Regions from separate parts of the Mus musculus genome. Here region 2 is linked to region 1. A link is a contact called in public Hi-C data. All regions are on one chromosome and are shown on one strand. Each heading gives the region's core, a stretch centred on a gene start, on an enhancer-like site or on the middle of the called end of the contact. The rest is flanking DNA. Distances are from core to core; before and after follow the strand shown.

What was found. Hi-C and Micro-C count contacts between places; a contact is called where the count stands out from the background.
Region 2: a Hi-C map of morula shows a contact between it and region 1, with 1.8 times the contacts expected there. The contact joins the promoter of Get1 here to the enhancer-like site in region 1. A contact is called at or near these places in 8 of 39 promoter capture datasets (the 3T3-L1 cell line, the C10 cell line, cranial neural crest and 4 more), 3 of 15 datasets of contacts at CTCF or cohesin (embryonic stem cells, large pre-B cells and pro-B cells), 64 of 484 Hi-C or Micro-C datasets (the 4T1 cell line, the AML12 cell line, B cells and 23 more), 19 of 115 datasets of contacts at active chromatin or transcription factors (the HPC-7 cell line, bone marrow-derived macrophages, embryonic fibroblasts and 7 more) and 3 of 9 other capture datasets (adipose tissue, liver and pancreatic islet).

Annotation. Positions count from the first base shown.
Region 1 is chr16:96,107,833-96,111,407 of GRCm38.p6, forward strand. No RefSeq gene overlaps it. Among named protein-coding and RNA genes, the nearest start is that of Hmgn1, 18 kb to the right of the region's middle. Within about 2 kb of position 2,044, at least 23 of the 459 cell types and tissues checked have an H3K27ac peak or open chromatin away from gene starts, as enhancers often do. A contact at or near this core is called in B cells, germinal center B cells and morula, where this site is marked.
Region 2 is chr16:96,144,054-96,147,535 of GRCm38.p6, forward strand. It overlaps Get1 (guided entry of tail-anchored proteins factor 1), which reads left to right and starts at 1,347. Exons shown (of 5, transcript NM_207301.3): 1 at 1,347-1,525. The coding sequence starts at 1,424.

The sequences.
Region 1 (3,575 bases), core at 794-3,293:
CATCCACTCTGTAAAACTGAGACAGCAAAGCTGTGGTGGGATTTCCTGGGTGACAACATGGGAGAGTGGAAAGCTGTCTAAAAGTCACAGGACTCCACCTGACTGGAAGCTCCTGTCTTTGCTGACTTTTGTCTACCTAGTCAGTTGATGGGATGGTAAGTCACTCAGGAAGCACACAACCAGGAGTGTCTGAGAGAATTTGACAGGCAGCTCTGAACATGGTGGTATCCCATGGGATTCAGTATCCCATGGGCTGGAGTCCCAGACTAAGTAAGGAGAGCTGAGTACCTCTGCAGCCCCTGCCTTTTTAACAGGGGTAGACCAGCTGTCTTCTCCTCTTGCTGCCATGCCTTCTGACACAGACCATAGCTCCCCTAAACCCAAATATACCTTTTGTGTGTAAGGTGTTTGTTGGCAGACATTCAGTTCACAATGGGAAAAGCACTTACTACGCACTGTAACAAGCCATAATCTCTACATTAATACTTGTCCTGAATCCGATGAGTCTTTCTGCTGAATTGTCAAGCCTAGATGTTGCCTTGGAACATACCCAAAACCAATGGCACTTATTATTGTTGTTGTTATTGTTATTATTAGTTAAGTTTTTGAGGCAGGGCTTCTCTGTGTAACAGCCTTGGCTGTCCTGGAACTCACTGTAGAGCAGGCTGGCCTCGAAGTCACAGAGAGCCACCTGCCTCTGCCTCCCAAGAGTTGGGATTAAAGGTGTGTTCCACCGCTGCCCAGCAAGTCAGTGGATTTTTATCTCTTTTGTTATCAGTGGGATCTGGGGATCAAACCCAGGGCCTCACTCCTGTAGGCAGACTGGTATTTTCTCTATATTTGACTCCCATGTGAGAAAATATGGAAAGGTATCTTGTAGCAAACACATGTATATCTAAGGATCTTGGTCATAAAGTCATAAGCAAATGGAAAGAACAAAATGGTCTCTGTGGTGGTTTGAATATGCTTGGCCCAGAGAGTAGCACTAATAGGAGGTGTGGCCTTGTTGGAGTGGGTGTGTCACTGCTGGCATGAACTATGAGACCCTCCTCCTAGGTGCCTGGAAGTCAGTCTTCTCCTATTTGTCTTCGGAACAAGATGTAGAGCTCCCAGCTCCTCCTGTGCCATACCTGCCTGGATGCTGCCATGCTCCCCCCTCGATGATAATGAACTGAACCTCTGAACCTGTAAGCTAATCCCAATAAAAAGTTGTCCTTATAAGAGTTGCCTTGGGCTCTCTCCGCCTTAGCACCATCTTCCTTGAAACTCCTGTGCCATGAGAGCGAAGAGGCGGGAGAAGATAAAGCGTAGACTGAAGCGCAAGAGAAGAAAGATGAGGCAGAGATCCAAGTAAATCAGCCTGTGCACCCACGACGCCTACAGGAGCAGAAGTGAGGGATGCTGAAGGCCAGGACACCGAAACAAGCTGTTGGACTGTATGCTGATGTGGATAATAAGTCTCAGTGGACCTGGAATGTCATCTCGCCAACATCACCTGGGGGAATGACTGCCTTTCTTACAACCAAAACAGTCCCGCTGGCCCTCTGCCCCGGACCTTTGGCACTCTGGACGAGTTCTGTTCTCTCTTGTGGCCAAGTGTAACTCGTGTATGATAAATCCTCTTGCTGTCAGCTGAAGAATCAAAAACAAACAAACAAACAAACAAACAAACAAAAAGAGTTGCTTTGATCATGGTTTCTGTTCACAACAGTAAACCCTAACTAAGACAGTCTTCAAGTTATGAAAAGGCAAGATCAATCACTGGGGTGAGGGGATGACTCAGAGGTACAGTCCCTGGCTTATCATGGAAGGCAGAGGCAGGTGGATCTCTGTGACTTCAAGGCCAGCCTGGTCTATAGACTGAGCTCCAGGATGGGCAGGGTTGTTACACAGAGAAACTCCACCTCAAAACAACAACAACAACAAGAAGCTACTGATTATGGTGGCTAAATGAAACCTTAGAGAAGGGATGGGCAAGGTGTGTGCATTGTGACCCAAGGGAGGCAGCAAGTGAGCAGGTGCAATGGCAAACAGGAAGTCTAGGATTAGAACGTTTCACTAGATGCAAATTTTACCCCCCAGGAGAGAGAACATAAATATTGAACTTTCAGTTAGTAATATGTGAGCCAAAGTTGTAGGGGAAGTAAGTGTACTGATGCTTTGAAATACGAGAGCAAGGCAAGGCTGGCGATGGAGGAGATGTAAAAACAGCTGGACAAGCAAGAACCGTCAAAAGCACACATCATAGTGCCAGCTCTTGTGGCAACCTTTAATCCCTGAACTGGAGAGGCAGGCAGGGAGGCAGGCAGATCTCCATGAGTTCAAGGCCAGCCTGGTCTACCTAGTGAGTTGTATGTCAGCCAGGGCAGTATAGTGAGAGGCTCTCTCAAAATAATAAAACACAAATTGTAGACTCTAGCTGGTGGGTTCATGGGTATTCTACAGGTTCAGAGGTTCAGTCCATTATCATTGAGGTGGGAACATGATGGCATCCAGGCAGGCATGGTGCAGGAGAAGCTGAGAGTTCTACATCTTCATCTGAAGTCTGCTAGCAAAATACTGGCTCCAAGGCAGCTAGAATGAGGGTCTTTTTTGTTTTGTTTTGGTTTTTTTTTTTTTGTTGTTGTTGTTGTTGTTTTTCGAGACAGGGTTTCTCTGTAGCCCTGGCTGTCCTGGAACTCAGGCTGTCTTTGAACTCAGAAATCCGCCTGCCTCTGCCTCCCAAGTGCTGGGATTAAAGGAGTGCGCCACCATGCCTGGCTAGAATGAGGGTCTTAAAGCCCACACTCACAGTGATACAACTACTCCAACAGGGCCACACCTCCAAATAGTGCCATTCCCTAGGCCAAGCATACACAAACCATCACAAAGGCCATACTGCTTTGTGAGTCTGTCTGTTTTTCTGAATTATTCGGAAAGGCATACTTCCCTTCTAACATGTTTTCATTAATGAAATTGGCTTCACTATTTCTCTAAACTTCCCCCACCTCTGCTCCACCCTGCCATGTGGCTGTCCTCCATGGTATGCCTGCCTTACCACCACCCCACCCCAGTCTTGTTCCTCTTGTGAGCAGCTGCCAGAATTTACAACCACTTGCCCTGGGTTTTTTCTTTTAAACGCCAGTAAAATTGTTCTTGAGCTCCGAGGAGAAGAATGAAACTTTAAAAATATACGCAGATTAAACCCAGTTCACAGTCTAGGTGTGTAGCTTTGTAGTTGGTCACTAATCTGTGCCAGGAGCAGCTTCTTATGTAAGATGTGACCATGCTACTACTACTCTTGCTCAAGAGGCAGATTAAGGAACACACTGAAGGACCCTGCATCATACAGGAGCACCATCCGTAGCCCAGACTGGCCTCAAACTCATGGTAGTCCTCCTTCCTGACCCCCCTAAATGGTAGGTGTTATGGTTTGTATATGCTTGACCCAGGGAGTGGCACTATTACCAGGTGTGGCCCTATTGGAGTAGGTGTGTCATTGTGGGTGTGGGCTTTAAGACTCTCATCCTAGCTGCCTGGAAGCCAGCATTCTGCTAGCAGCCTTCAGATGAAGATGTAGAACTCTCTGCTCTCCC
Region 2 (3,482 bases), core at 97-2,596, 36 kb after region 1:
CCTCCTGTACAGTGGGGACCTTGGTTGATAATTTCCTTTTCATTCTAAAAAGCAGAGATTTGGGATTGAAGAGCAAGCAGGTGTGTGTGTGTGTGTGTGTGTGTGTGTGTGTGTGTGTGTGTGTATGTGTCAAGGTGGGTTTGTGGGGAGGGAGACTTAGACACACTGCCATAATTTCTCACGAGGCTGCTCTTCCTTAATCTATCTAAAACCTCAGCGTGGAGAGAGAGCACCTGGCAGTCTGTCTACAGTCCAGTTGGAAGGGAAGGTTATGGAGTGGCAGTCTCCTAGTCAGCGTGCCCTTTCGTTGAGATAATTCATCCCACCGCTGCTGGTAGAAACACAGGCAGTGTTTCTAGAAGTAACCCGTTCTCTGACTAACGTGGCAGAAAAGACAGCCAACTATCTTCCACTTTATTCCCCATATACAAGTGAGCCGCGGTTCTTTTGTTATGAATACTCATCATTGCCTAAATTTAGATAATTTTATTAAAAGCTCACTGTAAACTTTTTCTTTGTGCGTGCTGAGCATGGCTGGTACCTAAGACTTCCCACATGCTTGGCAAGTCTCTACCAGTCACTATGTGATGTCTTTTGATGAATAAACTTATCTTTTAGGGTGACGATTTTCTACATTGTTCGTGTTTATTAGTGCTTAGTTTTAAAATGTAGTCGAACCATTTTACATGCGACAACGGTTTAGGAAACAGTTTCAGTTACCATCTATGATAAAGTAACTTTCTATTCATGCAGAGGCTTATCCTAAAATAAATTTATTTAAGAATAAAAGTGAGAGGGCTGGTGAGATGGCTCAGTGGGTAAGAGCACCCGACTGCTCTTCCGAAGGTCAGGAGTTCAAATCCCAGCAACCACATGGTGGCTCACAACCATCAGTAATGAGATCTGACTCCCTCTTCTGGAGTGTCTGAGGACAGCTACAGTGTACTTACAATAAATAAATAAATCTTTAAAAAAAATTCATATACATAAAAAAGAATAAAAGTGCGTTAGTTAACTCAGTAAGAACGTAAATAGTTTTCGGTTACTACAAGCAATCACAGTTTGCCAAAACCTGTTTAGCCTCCCGAAGTGGGCTATCACCCGGCTACGGAAGCCGGGAAGGCGAAAGGCGAAAATGGCTGCTAAGTAACATCCCATGCTGCCCCCTAGAGGAGGTGTAGCGTGCGTGCACCGCGGCCCGACGTGTAGCCCTAGCCGTGGCGCGCCGGCGCAGGCGCAGTTGACGACGCCGTCTCCCTGGTGCTGCCATAGCGGAACAGGACTGCAGTGCGCAGGCGCAGTTGACGACGCTGCTCCCAGGCGCTGCCGTAGCGGAGCAGGGCTGCAGTGCGCAGGCGTAGGCGAGCGCGGAGGCGCGGTCACCATGGCGCTGTCGTAGCGGTGCAGGTGCCTGGGATCCAGCATGAGCGCGTCCGAGACGGACCGCTGGGCGTGGCTGCTGGTGTTGAGCTTCGTGTTCGGGTGTAACTTGCTGCGCATCCTCCTGCCGTCCCTGTCCTCGTTTGTAAGTAGCTGCCGGGGGCGGGGAGCGGCCGAGCGCGGGGCCTTGCGCGGTCCATGCTGCAAGCTCTCTTCCTCCAGGTGCCTCCGAGCTTCTCACAGATCGCGAGGTTGCAACCAGCTCTGGAGGGTGGGAGGTCCCAAGCCACGCTTCGCGACAGAGGAGCAGCCCCGGCCCAGCATCCTCACAGGTGCCTGGCTCCGGAGCGGCTGATCCCCGGCTACAGGGAGCCCCCTTCTGTTCTGTCCGTGGGAACAAGGAACACTACAGAGCAATCTAAACAGGCCATACCGTTCTTGCACATTCAGGTTTCTGTTTATGTATGGGGGGTGTTTTTCCTGCGTGTGTATCTGTGCACTGTGTGCTTTCATTGCCAGCAGAGTCCAGAAGAGAGCGCTGGATGCTCTGGAATTGGAGTTACAGACATTAGTTATCTGCCACGTGGGTCCTGGGAACAGAACCCAGGCCCTCTATAGTAGTATCCAGTGCTCTTATCCACTGAGCCATCTCCAGCCCCAACATACTTTCCATATTTTACTCATGCCTGTATAATGAAGTCTGCACACAGTTCTCCAAAGGACTGGATGCAGAAAGGTTTAGAAGGACTTTTCTGTGTACTGGAAGAGGGATTGGGGACTACTAACTGGGGATGGATGTCCCCACACTCAATGACCTGTCTGCAAAGTTCTCTTCATCTGTCCTGCTATCTGTAGCCTTTAAACCATTTAAAAAAAACTATTTGTTATGTGAGAGTTTCGCTTGCATGTATGTAAGTGCATCACACGTATGCAGTGCTTTTGAGTCCAGAAGGGGCATTGATTCCCTGACACTGGAGTCAAGGACTCCATGTGAGCCACTATGTGAGTGTGCTCTTGACCACTGAGCTATCTCTCCACCCTCTTAATCTGTAGCCATTAAAGATTTTATGTGTGTGTGTGTGTGTGTGTGTTCTGAGTGTATGTATATGCACCATGTGAACGAGGTTGCCTGAGGAGGCCAGAAGAGGCAGTCACATTCTCTGGAACTGACTTATAGATGGTGTGAGCAGCCACATGCATGCTGGGAACTGAACCTGGATCCTCTGAAAGAGCCACAAGTGTGCTTAACCCCCAACACATCTCTCTAACCTGTATCTATAGCCTTGGAAAACATGTTCTGTAATAAACCAGTGGGCAAGATTTTTGCTCTGAGTTTCGTGAGCTGGTCTAGCAAATTGGTGAAGCCTGAAGAGGGGTCAAGGGAACTCTGACTTGTAGCTGGGCTGTGTGATTTGTGAGTGAGACCCCCCCTCCCCATCTGTGGGATTTGACACTCTCTGCAGAATGGGGAATACCTAGCATGTGAACCCACACATTTGGGATCACTGCAGTCATCTGTGTTGTGGACGGTTGGTAGGAGAGACTGAACATGATACCTTCATCATCTGTCTTTCTGGAGAGGCATCTAGTCCTTCACCCCTGTAATCTTTTTGTTAGTTTCAGTGGTTAAAGTTGCTTGTGTGTTTGGCTAGCAATCCCTTGTGGTTATGTGTGTTCTCATTCTGCTTTCTTGTGTGTTTTATTTTTCCACCGTGTGTGTGTGTGTGTGTGTGTGTGTGTGTATGTGTGTAAGGCTGAGGTCAGTTGGTGTCAAGGATAGCCCTTGGCCACTCTTCTGCCTTATTCATTGAGGCAGGGTCTCTCAGTAAAACCCAGAGTACACTGACTGGGCTAGCTTGCTGTGGGGACCCTGGCTCCCTCCCTATCTACACTCACCTTTCAGGTGGTTCCTTGTGCTTGTATAGCAGGAGTTTTAGCTCCTGAGCCGGATCCTTACCTTGAGGGTTCCACGTCCTCCTGTCCTGTGTCTTGTTCCCTTTCACCTCACAGTCGAGCTAAGGGAATGGAACTCAGATGTTTAGGGAGGCTGTGTTGGGCCATCCTCCTCACTGAGTCATGAGTTTCCAGTAGCTAGCAGGGCG